Regions from separate parts of the Pan troglodytes genome. Here region 1 is linked to region 2. Evidence: chromatin contacts called from public Hi-C data. All regions are on one chromosome and are shown on one strand. Each heading gives the region's core, a stretch centred on a gene start, on an enhancer-like site or on the middle of the called end of the contact. The rest is flanking DNA. Distances are from core to core; before and after follow the strand shown. Region 1 overlaps LOC107970778 (a long non-coding RNA gene). Region 2 holds the start of EPHB1 (EPH receptor B1).

What was found. Hi-C and Micro-C count contacts between places; a contact is called where the count stands out from the background.
Region 1: a Hi-C map of induced pluripotent stem cells shows a contact between it and region 2, with 1.6 times the contacts expected there. The contact joins the enhancer-like site here to the promoter of EPHB1 in region 2. A contact is called at or near these places in 1 of 7 Hi-C or Micro-C datasets (induced pluripotent stem cells) and 1 of 1 datasets of contacts at active chromatin or transcription factors (stem cell-derived excitatory neurons).

What each region holds. Positions count from the first base shown.
Region 1 is chr2:138,700,221-138,706,604 of NHGRI_mPanTro3-v2.0_pri, forward strand. LOC107970778 (a long non-coding RNA gene) reads right to left here. Exons shown (of 4, transcript XR_001713648.4): 4 at 4,865-5,216. Among named protein-coding and RNA genes, the nearest start is that of PPP2R3A, 500 kb to the right of the region's middle. Within about 2 kb of position 2,976, at least 2 of the 24 cell types and tissues checked have an H3K27ac peak or open chromatin away from gene starts, as enhancers often do. A contact at or near this core is called in induced pluripotent stem cells, where this site is marked.
Region 2 is chr2:138,031,694-138,038,240 of NHGRI_mPanTro3-v2.0_pri, forward strand. It overlaps EPHB1 (EPH receptor B1), which reads left to right and starts at 4,838. Exons shown (of 16, transcript XM_001151617.7): 1 at 4,838-5,267. The coding sequence starts at 5,210.

The sequences.
Region 1 (6,384 bases), core at 1,726-4,225, 670 kb after region 2:
CAGAGCCCTCAATTCCGTCTGCTCCGAATGTCTTGCTCCTCAAAGAGGAGGGCAGAGGGGAAAATCAGCAAACAGATGGTGTGAGGATTAGATTCATGTGGACCAGCCTCGGCTGACTCTCAGCTGTCTCAGCTTGAGCAACCTTGGCCTCTCCCACCCTCCGCTCTGCCTTTTGAGCTTATTTCTATTTGTTTGCTCAACTATAAAAAAGGATGTAGGGCCAGAAAGATAAGCTGAGTTTGAAATCACTCTTTTCACTCTCTATTTGAAGGTCTGCTGAGAGTTGAAGCTGGCAAGAGGAGAGTTTTAGAAGATGGAGTCAATCAAACTTGGGAAATTTTTAAAATTTCCATTTCTGAAATAAATCTCTCAAAGGCTGGCACCAATCATAATAACACCTAACACTTATTGAGCACCTACAACTTGCCAGGTGCTGCTCTAAGGATTTTAAATAAATTAGCTCATTGTATCTTGGCAAGAAAACTATATGCAAGGTTCTATTTTTATCCCCATTGCACAGATGGGGACACTGAGATCAAGAGATGCTGAAGAACTTGCTCAAAGTCAAACAGTGAAGAACTATTCAGGAGGGATTTCAAGTCTTAACGCCTATGCCATGCTTCCCAGCACTCAAAGGAGCAAGATCTAAAATAGACGGGCATATGACCTACAAATGATAGATAAATATTTATTTTAAATGGAAGTGAATACAGGAGTCTTAGTACAGAAAATGGCGCACGAATTTCAGCAGTCCCTGACTGTTGGAGGAAAAATGGTTCAGCTGCCCCAGTTCTGGGGTCCAGTTGGAAAGGGTAGGGAAGGAACAGAAAGAATTAAAAGGTTCTGAGCCAGCATAGGTAGAAATGTGATGTATTTGTAGAAGCAGGAGCTGTCAATACCTCTGAGCTCCACTGGACATTGTGCTGTGACCTCAGCAGGTCAGCTGCCTGACAAGGGAATTAAGCTGAGGCTGGGAAGGCCTGGGATGGATAACTGAGCAGACTGGGTGCCTGTGGACCCACACCTGGTCAAGTCAGAATGCCATTCAATGGGGTGCTGTGGCTGGGGTGGGAGTGGATGACTGCCAGGAAGAATGAAAATTTGAGGCAGGGACTCAGCCATAGGGACCCATCCACATGGCTGGGACTAGGAGGGTACAAGATACCATACCTGGTGCAACAAAATTACTGAAGACCGTGCCGGTGATTGAGTTCCTCAAGTGCCTCAGGATGGGACCTCAAATCTATACTTTTATCAGGTACCGCAAATAATTCTGGTCATCAGCCAGGCATGGAAACTATATAGCAGTAGAAAAATGAAGGTCTGAAAGTGTCACATTTTCCCGTTTGCCCGTCCCCAGCTTGCCTGCCTGGGCCATGCTTCCTCCATTAGCCTATACAGGCTGCCTCCCACTCCCTGGGTTCAGGGCTGTTAGTAATTGTTTAGCCCTGAACCCTGAATCCAGCAAGTTTTAAATTTAAAACTTCACTAGCTTTCTGCCACAGTTCTACAACCTGACATCCAGTCTTCCCCAGCTCTTAGAGCCTCATGACACAAGACTGAGCCCCACCTATTCCTGCTGCCTGCCCCTACCACCGCCTAGATGCTGCGAGCTGATACAGATGCGATGTCCTGCTGGCTCAAAGACAGAAAAGGAGGATTTCCTTTGCCTGTCATGTTGGCCTTGCCCCAGGTTGTACTAGTTCCCTATTGCAGTTCTAACAAATTCCCACAAACATCATGGCTTTGGAGGTCAGAAGTCTGAACCGGGTGGCACTGGATGAAAATCATGGTGTCAGCAGGGAGTTTTCCTTCAGCCTTTTCCAGCTTCTCAAGGCACCCGCATTCCTTGACTTGTGGCCCCGCATTGCTCTGGCCTCCACTTCTGTTGTCATATCAGCTCTCACTCTGGCCCTCCTTCCTCCCTCTTATCATGACCCTTGAGATTACATTCAGCCTACCCAGATAATCCAGGATAATCTCCCCATCTCAAGATCCCTAATTTAATCACAGCTGCAAAGTCCCTGTTGCCATGTAAGACAACATATGCGCAGATTCTGGAGATTAAGATGTGGATGTCTTTGGGGGAATATTATGTTGCCTACCACAAAGTTAATAACGCACATGCTCACTTTTGCTCCTGTGCTGGCAAGGGATGTAAAAGCAGGGAATGTGAGGACTGGGCACACAAACTCAGGCATTTGGAAGGTGGAGGAAAGGCCACATTGCCCAACAGTGAAGATGACCAGGCTGCTCCTGGACTGAGTGAGGTGAGTAGAGACAACAGCAGAGGACCCTAGTGTGTTTGGGGGTGGGTGTCACTGTGTGTGCACGTGTGTATACATGTGTTGGGGAAGGGATTATGTGAGGTACTGAAAGCAATGCTGAAAACACCCCTCACCCCCCAAGAGAGAACAAGAAGATGGTACCTGGCACCCTTCTTGTTTAAAATGGCATAATAAAAACATGCATCTCAGACTCCCAGACTTCATTGCTGAATTAATTTCTCCATGGAAGCCCAAGAATTCAGGAAATTCAGCCTTCCTCATTTCAGAAACAGAGGTCTGAAGAAAACAAATTGCTGTTTGTTGTCTCAGGCTTGACTGCTGTTAACTGCCTCTGAGAGGCTGGGCAGCGGTCGGCTGTCAGTCCCCCAGCAGCCTGACACAGGGCCTCTGAATTCACTGATGAGAATCGAAACGCTTGGAGCCTTTTGTAACAAGCTCTTCTGCTCCCTGTGTGAAAACATCCTTCCTTAACTCCTCCTCTTGAGCACACCGGGGTGGGAAAGCCCCTGCAGAGGCACTCTGGGCCTGGCTGCATCTGGCCGGCCCCCATAAATCACGCCTGCACAATAAAGATGCTCCATGGAGGCCATTAGAGGCCTGGGGAGCAACGGCGCAGGAATGGATGCCCAGCAAACAGGAGGGGAGCAGGAAGCCTCCCAGAGAAGGGAGCTGCCCTGTCAGCTCAGGAGGATCCCTGGGAAGGGGGACAGGGCCACCATGTGGCACAACTCCAAGAGGCACCACTGACATTGACAGGGCCCTGGAGGAGGAACGGGAGTGGTTTCTGCAAAGCCGACACAACACAGCTCTTCTTCCAGAGGTGTCCAGCCAGGCTCCGGAGCAGTCCGTGTGCCCAGACCACTCACTCTGGGAGGGGCGTCGCAGGCGTCTCTGGGTCCAGGAGGCTCTTGGTTAACCCCTGCACTTCTAGAGTAAGGATGAAGCCCCCTCCCAGGAATTTCAATAGTTCTTCAGATAAAACATCTGAATAATCCAGCTGAGGGCTCAAACTCATTTGAGAGCTTGCAAGATGGAGGGGTACATTTTTCATTCTCTTTTAAATGAAGTCAAATTTATATTTTATTTCTGAGGAGTTTTGTTTATTTTCCTAGCTATGACTTTAGATTTTTTTCCTCCATGTACCTCCTATTTTGCTATCAATTTTATTTCTTAAATATTCCTCCCCTGTCCTCTTCTTTTCCCTCCCTCATATTCCATAATTTCTTTTCAACTCCGGAAAATATCTCCTCTCCTGAGAGATTTCCTTTTCCTATTTCCAAACCATCCCCTAAATACATGTTTTAATAAGCTCCCAACACTGATCTCCTTACAAATCATTCTTTGCCAGTTTGCAATTGAACCAATGTCTTGGTTAAAATGAAAATTCCCCAGGGCACACAATAAATAATAAAAAAGAATAACATAATCGAGAGGGTTATTATTCTGAGCAGAAGAAAATAATGTGAAGCAGTTGGACTGTACTTTGTGAATCTTATGCTCAAAATGCAAACATGAGAGAAGGTGGTGGGCAGGAGCCTCGCTCCGCAAGCCCTCGCCCTTCTGGGAACTCTACACAGCAGCATATGTTGAGGGGACTGATCTTGGGAAATGAAACATCTTTTCTCACAAAGACCTGCCTTTTGCAAGATGTTGGGAGTTACTCTTGGAGAAGGAAGCCACCAATATAAAATAAGACTCATGCAACGTTAACAAATATTTAGCACCAGGCACTGCACCACACACTGGGACTATAAGGAGGACAGACACAGCATTGTGGCACTTGCCGGTCTCATGGGTGAGAATTAAGGGGAAGCAGACTTTCATGGTGACACAGGCATGATTTAGAGTTAGAGACACAGGATTTCAGCCCTGGCTCTGTCTATGAGACTTTGAACAAATTGCCTATCCTTTCCATGTCTCAGTTTCCTCATCTGTAAAATGGGCACAGTAAGACGATCTACTATTGTTGTGAGGATGAAATGAAATCATTCCTATGAACACCTGAGTGTAGTCCATGTCACAGAGTGGGGACTCACTAAATGATAAACCCAATGTAAGTATCAATAGTCTAAATAACTAAAAACTGAAGCCCTCTGGACCCCGAGGACAAGACTCAGGGACTTCAGGCAGGGTTAAAGTGACGGAACACAGGACAATACATAGGGTCCCAGATGCCTGGCTAGAGCAGGACCAAAGAACCCCCAACATGAAGTCTAACCCAGGGCTCCATCCCTCTAGGCTAAAAGGCTTTTCTGCAGCATTGCAGAAAAAAGCCTCCCTTCTCCGCCTGCTCCCTCCCTCTCTTTCTTCCAATGCTTTTGGATACCTTTAATGGACTTGCTTGTCCTCCATTTCCTCACAGGTTCTGCCATTCCAAATTGTCTTACTCCCATCTCTGTCATTCTTCATTGCCTACCTGGTCCCCAAGACATTTGAATTTGCAACCTTGGACAAGATTTCCTCCAGGGCCTTGCTATTCAACATGCGGTCCATGGACCAGCAGCACTCCAGACATACACCAGAGTTTGTTAAAAATGCAGAATACCTGGTCTCACTCCAGATGTGTTGAAGTGGAAGCTGCATTTTAATAGATTTATGTGCACATTAAAGTTTGAGACATTTGGGCCAGTCCAGGAGAGCTTCTCTGAGATCCTTCACAACCCAAGCCCATGTTTCCTCTGCTCCTCAGGGCACATCATGCATCTGCCCCATCCATGCCCCCTCCGAAATGGGATTATTCTGGGTACAGAGCATTGATGAGTTTCCACTGAAGTGTTAGAACACTTTCAGGAATTCTCCCTTATATGGATGTTCTTGCCTTAGCATGGTCTTCAGGAAGATCGCTTTTCAGATTTGGTGCCTCAAAGACGAGCAGTTAAGCTTCTACTGAAATCACAGGCTTGGTGCTCTCATGGAAAACTGGTGATGCTGGAGAGAAATGCAGACGTGGCAAATTTTAACGCTGCCGAAACATAATCAGCTTTTGCTTCTGCAGCAATTAGCATAATATTACCGATAATGTTTTACATGGCAATTTTGCTGTAAACATTTGTGCTAATTTGCCATGACCTAATTATTTTATGACATATAATTAGGAAGTATTTTTCAAGTCGAAATATTTTTGTTTTATGTTTCTATAATCCTTTTCCAGAAAAAAAATTTAAAAATCAGCACTCCCACAAGTGGAAACACACAATTCTCTCTTAGCTGTTGTTTGTGACACTTTATTTCACTAAATAGGAGGAATTCCCTAGTGCTGGCACACTGATGATCATGCATTTCCTTGTGACTAATTTGAATTGGGCGTCATTGAATCCGCCCGCTCCATTATTACACCAGGAGATTGTCGAATCTATGCTGTCAGCCTCCTCCCAACACCCACTCATTCCCAAACATACAAACACTCTCAATCTGGCAGGGGAGGTGGCTAATGCTTGCACTGAGAGAAAAAGGGTTGGGTATCATTTTTAATGAATGTGAAATCTTTGGCTAAGAGAAGAACATGAACATTGTATTATCCTCCCTTAGACAGATTGTTCCCAGTGTGCTCTTAACAGCCTCCTCCCAACCACAGGATGCTGAAGTGAACAGCCTCAACCATACCTTCCATCCTCACTCTCTCCCTAGTTAGAGGTCTGTAAGCTTTGTTGTGTGTATTCTCCTGGGGTGTTGTAGGTGAGGAGGAGGGTGATGCCTTTCTTCTGCCCGGGTCCCCATGAAGACAGTCCTGTCATCAATCTGGCCTGGCGGTTCCTGCTGTTACCCACTCCGGGGCAGGTCTGCTTAGCAGTGGGTAATGAGATCACAGACCTTCAATGGTCAGCAACACCATCTGACCCCATGCGCCAGGAATAGACTCAGGAAGACAGCCAGTCTGTGGAAGGTTGACTATGCCAACTAGGGTCACCTTTTGAGGCAGGTTGAGGCAAGCCAGAGAATACCCTGAAACTCACACCCCAATTTCACATGGAAGAGGCAAGGTCTCAAAAATCTGGGCCACAGAAGTGAGGGCTAGAGGCCAGAGACCAGGGAGGGTGAGGGCAGCCAATGCCGTGAAAGCAGAAAGCAGGAGGATGAGGTACATGAAAGCAGGAGG
Region 2 (6,547 bases), core at 3,588-6,087:
GCTGAGGTATTTTCCTGAGAAGCAAGGAGAGGCTTGTTGAAGGCCTCTAGCTAGAGACCATTTTGGATGAAAAGTCCCATAATACATTTAATTTTTTTACCATCTCCATTGGGAGACCATGAGATCCTTAAAGGGAGGGACTGGGTCCCAGCCATCACTGGGTCCCTAGCACTTCACAGACAACTGGCACAGAATTGCTGCTGAATAAATGTTGGAAGAAAGAACAAAATAGGGAAAGGAAGTTTTTTGTTATTTGCCTGTTACCCATATTAAAGTGTTTCAAATAAATCTTAAAGGTTCCACCTGCCTCTCAAAAAATAATTGATGAAAATATGTCCTGCAGCTTAAGAATCTAATTAAAGGTCACCTGGGTCATGGAGTGTGTAACTGAACCTTTTATTTATGCGGTAAAGCAGTATTTCAAAGGGAAAGGATAGGATGGGGCAACAAAATCTTCTCATGTACAAGATATGCAAGTGACATACACAGGATGGATGCTATTTGTGTACCTTTTCCACTAATAAGTAGTGAATGAAAGAAGGTTTTATATATCTATACATATATACACACATACACACACACACACATATATATATACACACACACATATGATGTGGGTTATAAGTGAGGAGGAAAATTCTAATAGAATAGCTTTATATTGGGTAGAATTATCAAGGGAAATTGTGCAATTGCTTTCACTAGAAATGATTTCCAAACATTTAGACACAAAACTGTTTAGAGGTAGGGAGTGAACTGGTTGACTGCCCCAAAGCCTTCTAGTCAGATGGGCCTCTGAGTCTTAGCAAAAGAGTTCAGTCACCCTTGGGTGCCTGAGAGCCCTCAGCTGCTGGTCTTAGCAGCAAGCATCTGTCACTTTGAAGGAGTGATTTAGTGATATCAAATAGCTGAGTGATTAATCAAGAAAATAAGTGAGGATTTGACATCAGACAGAAAAAAAATTGCCAAGGAGATGCTCTAGGGGAAAAGAGGCACCCAGGCTTGGAATCCCAAACCAATGGTGCCTTCAGGGATATTTACAAATCATAACCCATTGCTAGAGAAAGATCAATGTTCTGCAAAGCTAAATTAATATTTAACTTGCTCAAGAAAAGTCAATACCTTGAGTTATTAGGGAAATTAACAAGCAGCCCTAAACTGACACTATTCTTGCCTGAGCCATCAGCATGTTCTAGAAGTCATCAATGAGTTAATGTTCCCTACACCACCCAACCAAATCCTCTCCTTGAATTCCTCTTACTCTTCCCCACCCTCCTTCTTTTCCTGCTGAAGAACAGTTCCTTCAAAAAAAAAAAAAAAAACCTGATATAGATGCCCAGTAAAAAAGATAAAAAAGCTACTGGAGCAGAGGTGAGGTCTGAAGCCCCAATTCCTTGGCCACTTTCATGAGCATCCCCTGAGGAGGCCTCAGGGCAGTTGTAAGCTCTTGGACCAAGAACAGCAGCTTCCAAGCCTCATCATGCAGCAGAGTCAATTGGGGAGGGGAGGATATGAAATCACATTCATGGGCTGTATTAGTCTGTTCTTATGCTGCTAATACAGATATACCTGGGACTGGGTAATTTATAAACGAAAGAGGTTTAATTGACTCACAGTTCCACATGGCTGGGGAGGCCTCACAATCATGACGGAAAGCAAAGGGGAAGCAAGACACATCTCACATGGCAGCAAGCAAGAGAGAGCGTGTGTGTGTGTGCAGGGGGGACCTCCCCTTTATCAAACCATCAGATCTCATGAGACTTATTCACTATCACAAGAATAGCATGGGAACCCCCCACCCCACCCCGTGATTCAATTACCTTCCACCAGGTCCCGCTTACGACACTGGGAATTATGGAAGCTACAATTCAAGATGAGATTTGTGTGTGGACACAGCCAAACCATATCACGGGCCTACCTCATCCCTACTGACAGGCCTAGGGATCAGTATTTTTAGAAGGCCTAGTTGGTGATGTTGCTGTATTTATCCTGGCACAAGTTCAAAGTCCCTAGCTGGGTTCTACTTGAAATCCCTGTACTTGGTGGGCTCCAAGCGCACTCCCAGGTGTGACATTCTGCAGTTAGTTGGATAATGGTCATTTATACCTTCAGCCATGTCTGACAGAGCCATTCAGTACCCACAGAAATATAACATGAGGGTATCAGGAAGAGGGACAGAAGAAAAGGCTTCCTGGGAGAGGTGGGATTTGGGTAGGAATAGAGGTCAGGAAATTCAATTCAACTCATTTTAGTTGTGCAAGTAAACATCCAGTACAGTGCTTGTGGCGGAAGGTGCTCAGTAAACAGAAGGTCTTCCCAGCATGTCTAACTAGCCGCTGTCACTCTCTTGCTGCTTCCTGCTTTGTGATTCTTCAGAGCTCTCCTCAGCACCTGACATGCCACTGCCTATTTGCTTATTATTGCCACCCTTCCAGCACATGGTAAGACCCCTCAGAGAAGGGCTGTCTACTGTGTTCCCACAGCTAGAACAGGGCCTGCCTGAATACGTGGGTGAGCACATGACTGGCCTGGGTGTGGTTGTGGAGATGGCAAGAGGATACCCTAGGCCCAGAGAAAGACCAGCAGGGCCTGGGCTGAGAAGGCAGGTTTCAGAGAGCTTACAAAGCAGTCTGAATGTCATGCTAGAGTGGTCAGTCTCTCTTCAGCAGACAGTGAGGAGCCACTAGGTTGCTATGCAGGGAAGAGATAATATCAAGGTTGGCTTGAGAAGGATGAGTTTGGCAGCAGAGTTTGGAGGGATTAAGGGGAGGGAGGGAAGCTGGACTGTCATTCAGAGACTCTCCAGTTGTCCAGGGGAAGGTAGTATGGGTTTACACTGGGTCAGATGCATAGGCATAGGACAAGGGCATAAGGAGGAGGACATGGCAGAGCGGGGGCTTTGCCAGACATGCCTACCAAGTGACTGTGATATAGTGAAAGGGGGAGGGAAGAGTGTGAAACTCACCCATCCATCCATCCACCTGTCCATCCATGAGGGGATGGCTGGGGGTAAAAAAGCAAGTGAAGCTGCCAAGGAGTTGCCCATGTACCCCAGGAGGACGAACTCCAAGGATGGAATTTGGGGGATACCTCTCTTGAAAGCTGAAGAGGTAACAGAGGGAACAGTAAGAAGTGGCAAGACGGGTAGGAGGAGAAGCAGGACCATGGAAACTGGGGCCAGAGCCCCAAAAGATCTACTGGACACCAATGTCAGCAGGTGCTGACAGTGCAGGAGGATGACAGCTAACTAGGAGCAGGTTGTTGCCCAGGGTGACATCAGGTGGCTCCAGGGACATCACGACACAGCTGGTGGTGTGGAGGCGTAGAGGGCAGCTAACATGGCATTAAGGTGGATGATGAGAAGGTGGAGGCTGATGACATCTTCCCTTCAGGCACAGAGGTGGGGTAGGAGGGAGGGGAGGGGAGGAGGAAGGCAGCCTGAGTCAGAGCCAGGGAAGGAAAGAATTGTCAGGATTGGGGGACTTGAGTCTGGCTGTGGTGGAGAGGAAGCAGTCCCAGCAAAGGAGAGACTAGACACGCAGAGGTGGGGGGTGTGGGGAACTGAAAAGCCCAGAAAGGAGAGTCATCCCAAAGGGAAATATCGCATCTGCCCACTGTTAGCTCATTAACAGACCAGGGGAAAGGATTGGTGCCTCCAAGGTGAGAGGCGTAGGAGGAGGGGTGGGGAACCTAACGGGTCATCCCTGACCCTGTAGGACCAGACTATCATCAGGTATGTAGGGGGGGCGGGAGAGGAGGGAAGGACACATCTCCAGCATAACATATAACAGCCTCAAGGTGAGTTTCTGATTTAGAACCCTTGACCATCTCCAGAAACAGGAAGATAAAGTGTAGCTGTGAGAGCTGAGCCTGGGAGAATTGCTCCTATCTCCAAGGCTGCATCCCCAGTTGCTGCCTAAGTCCTTCCCACCCACACTGAAGGCCTGGCCCACAGCAACAGTGCACCTCGCCTTGCACCGGCCTGGGAGAGCCCTCTTGCAGGCTCTTCTGTTTTATAGCTGACTGTGTGACTCCTGGTCTCCCCACGCTGAGCTGTCCTCTGGGGTCAGGGCCCTCTGTGGAAGTTCACAATGCACTGGGAAGTGAACACTAAAGGCAACCAGAGGCTTCTGCAGAAAAAGAGCTGGGAAACGTTGGACAGGAAGCAAGTCCGGTTCCCTGTGGACCCTGGAGCAAGTGCCCACAGGTTATCTGAACAGTATTCATTCTTTCGACGGACATGTACTATGCCTCCCACAGGCCAGGCACTGTTCTGTGAACTGTGGATTCTGTAGTGAACAAAATAGGCAAGAATCCGAAAATGGTGACCCCATTTTAATAAGGGGGAGACCCCACGATAAACAAAATCGATTAGTAAATACCAACCCATGCTAGAGAGTGAAGAGCTCTGGAGGAGAGGCACGGGTGCGCCCCTGGAGTTGCTCTAAACAGGGTAGGCAGGGTGCTCTTGTCACAGAGAAGATGAACGAAGGCTCATTTGATCATTTAAAGCGGATCCAGTCCTGGGTGGGATGTAAGGGCACGAGGCCTCCCCAGCTCCTTCGCTGGGCCCCCTATGTGGGGACAGGGTGAGTTGGGCGGGCCGCTGCGGTTCTCCGAGAGCACCACGAGGGGGAGCCCGGACCCCTCCTAGCGCCTTCCGAGCCCTCCCGCACAGCCTTGCAAGCAAAAGTTTTTCTTAAACTAACAATGCCAGTGTAAGGAGGTGCTCGCGCCTGATTGGCCGGGGGAATTTTGCAGGTTTGATTCCTTGATTGGACAGGAGGTGTTAGGGGTGGGGAGAGAGCTGATGGTGGGGGATCCCGCTCCCTCCCGCGTCAGTCTGGCCGGCTCCGTCCTCCCGTAGGCTCCGCTGTAGCTAGCAATGTGACACCAGGACGCACTCGCTCTCGCGCGCTCTCCCAGGCTCGTTCTCCCTCGCCCTCTCTCTCTCACACACGCACGCACACACCCACCTCTCCCATAAACACACACACACACATGCACACCCACACCCACGCGCGCCCGCACCGCCCCACGCGCACACACTCCTGCCCACGCCCACGCAGCGCTCCGGGAAGTCCGGTCCGGGCGAGAGCGCGAAAGGATACCGAGAAGCCACCCGCGGAGAGCGCAGCGGCGCCCTGGGACGCGGCGCTCTCCCGGCGCTGCTGCCTCGGCTTGGTCTCGGCCTGGGGGCCGCCGGCCGGCGATGGCCCTGGATTATCTGCTACTGCTCCTCCTGGCATCCGCAGTGGCTGCGATGGAAGGTAACGTACCCTCCACGGAGCAAGTTGGCTGCTGGTGCCGGCCGCCTCGGGACTGCTGTGCTCCGCGGTTCGCGGGGTTCCTCTGGCTGCTTTGCGGTGCAGGCATCCCGGGACCCGAGGGCGAGGAGGTTTGGGAGCCTCGGCCGCTGCCGAGCGCGGGGCTTGGGCGGCACCCACCAGAGCGCCCCCGGCTGGCTCTTAGCGCCCGAAACTGGCTCGCGAGTCCCCCGGCTTCCTCGCCCCGGCACTCCCTAGTAGCCTCGGTCTCCCGCAGCCCCCGCTCGGAGAGCTCGGAGCCCGCTGCATTGCGGTGCATGCTCCTTAGCTCTGGGGCAGAGCCAGAGCTGGGCGTTGGGGAGAAAGGGGTGCCTCTGGCCATCCGGCTCCTGGAGTACTGGCGCCCGTCTGCTCCCAGGCACGGATACGCTTCTGAGCAGCCGCGCGCCACCTCCTTTTCCCCAGCTCGCAGTCCACGGGCTAGTGGACTCTGCTTGGCGTGCAAGCACTGCGCGCGGGGGCCGGAGAAGCTCTGCCGTGGTATCCCGCAAGTGGCCGCCGAAGGAGAGGGGTGGAGTTCATTGGCCGTACCCTTGGGGACCAGTCTGGTGGTCCGGGCGCCTGTGGGACTGCACGTTTCCAGGGTCAGTCGGGGAGAGGTGGAAACCCTTTTCGCCTCTTGAGCCTTGGAACAGGAGTGGGCTGGGGTGAGTGGTCGGTCCTACCTAAAGTCTCCCAGCCTCTCCACCACCCCGGAGAGGATACTCGGCGGCCGGGAGTCGTCGGGCAGCGTCACTCTCTGCCAGCTCAGACTTGGCGGTGCCTCCGGCTTGGTGGCTGGGAAAGCGCGCTCCAAAGACACCGTGCCCGGCGCGGCGGGGAGCCTGGGCGCTCGGTAGCGCTCGCGAATCCCTGTGGGAAATCCCGGCCCAGCTCCCCGCCTCCCGCCCCTTCCCCCGCCCCTGTTCTTTGCAGCCTAGCAGCGGCCGCGGCAGCTTCCTGGGAACACAGCTCCGCGGGAGAGCGGAGTTGGAGTTGTCGGGAGAAAACCAACTCTAGGGGTGATGCGCTGCCGCAGTCCGGCTAGCAGCCCCACTTTCCGGTGTCCTGCTCCGGGTGGGACTCCTCTGGGGGACTCCAAGCCGGGGAGGAGCAGCTCTTGGCGACCGCGCAGCGTTCCCATCTGGGAGCTCGCTCCGCTTGTTACTCGTTCCTCGCGAAACTGTGACCGGTTGCCCAGTGGAAACTCCCCCAAACACGATGGTTTGGTGCCCCCCGCCATT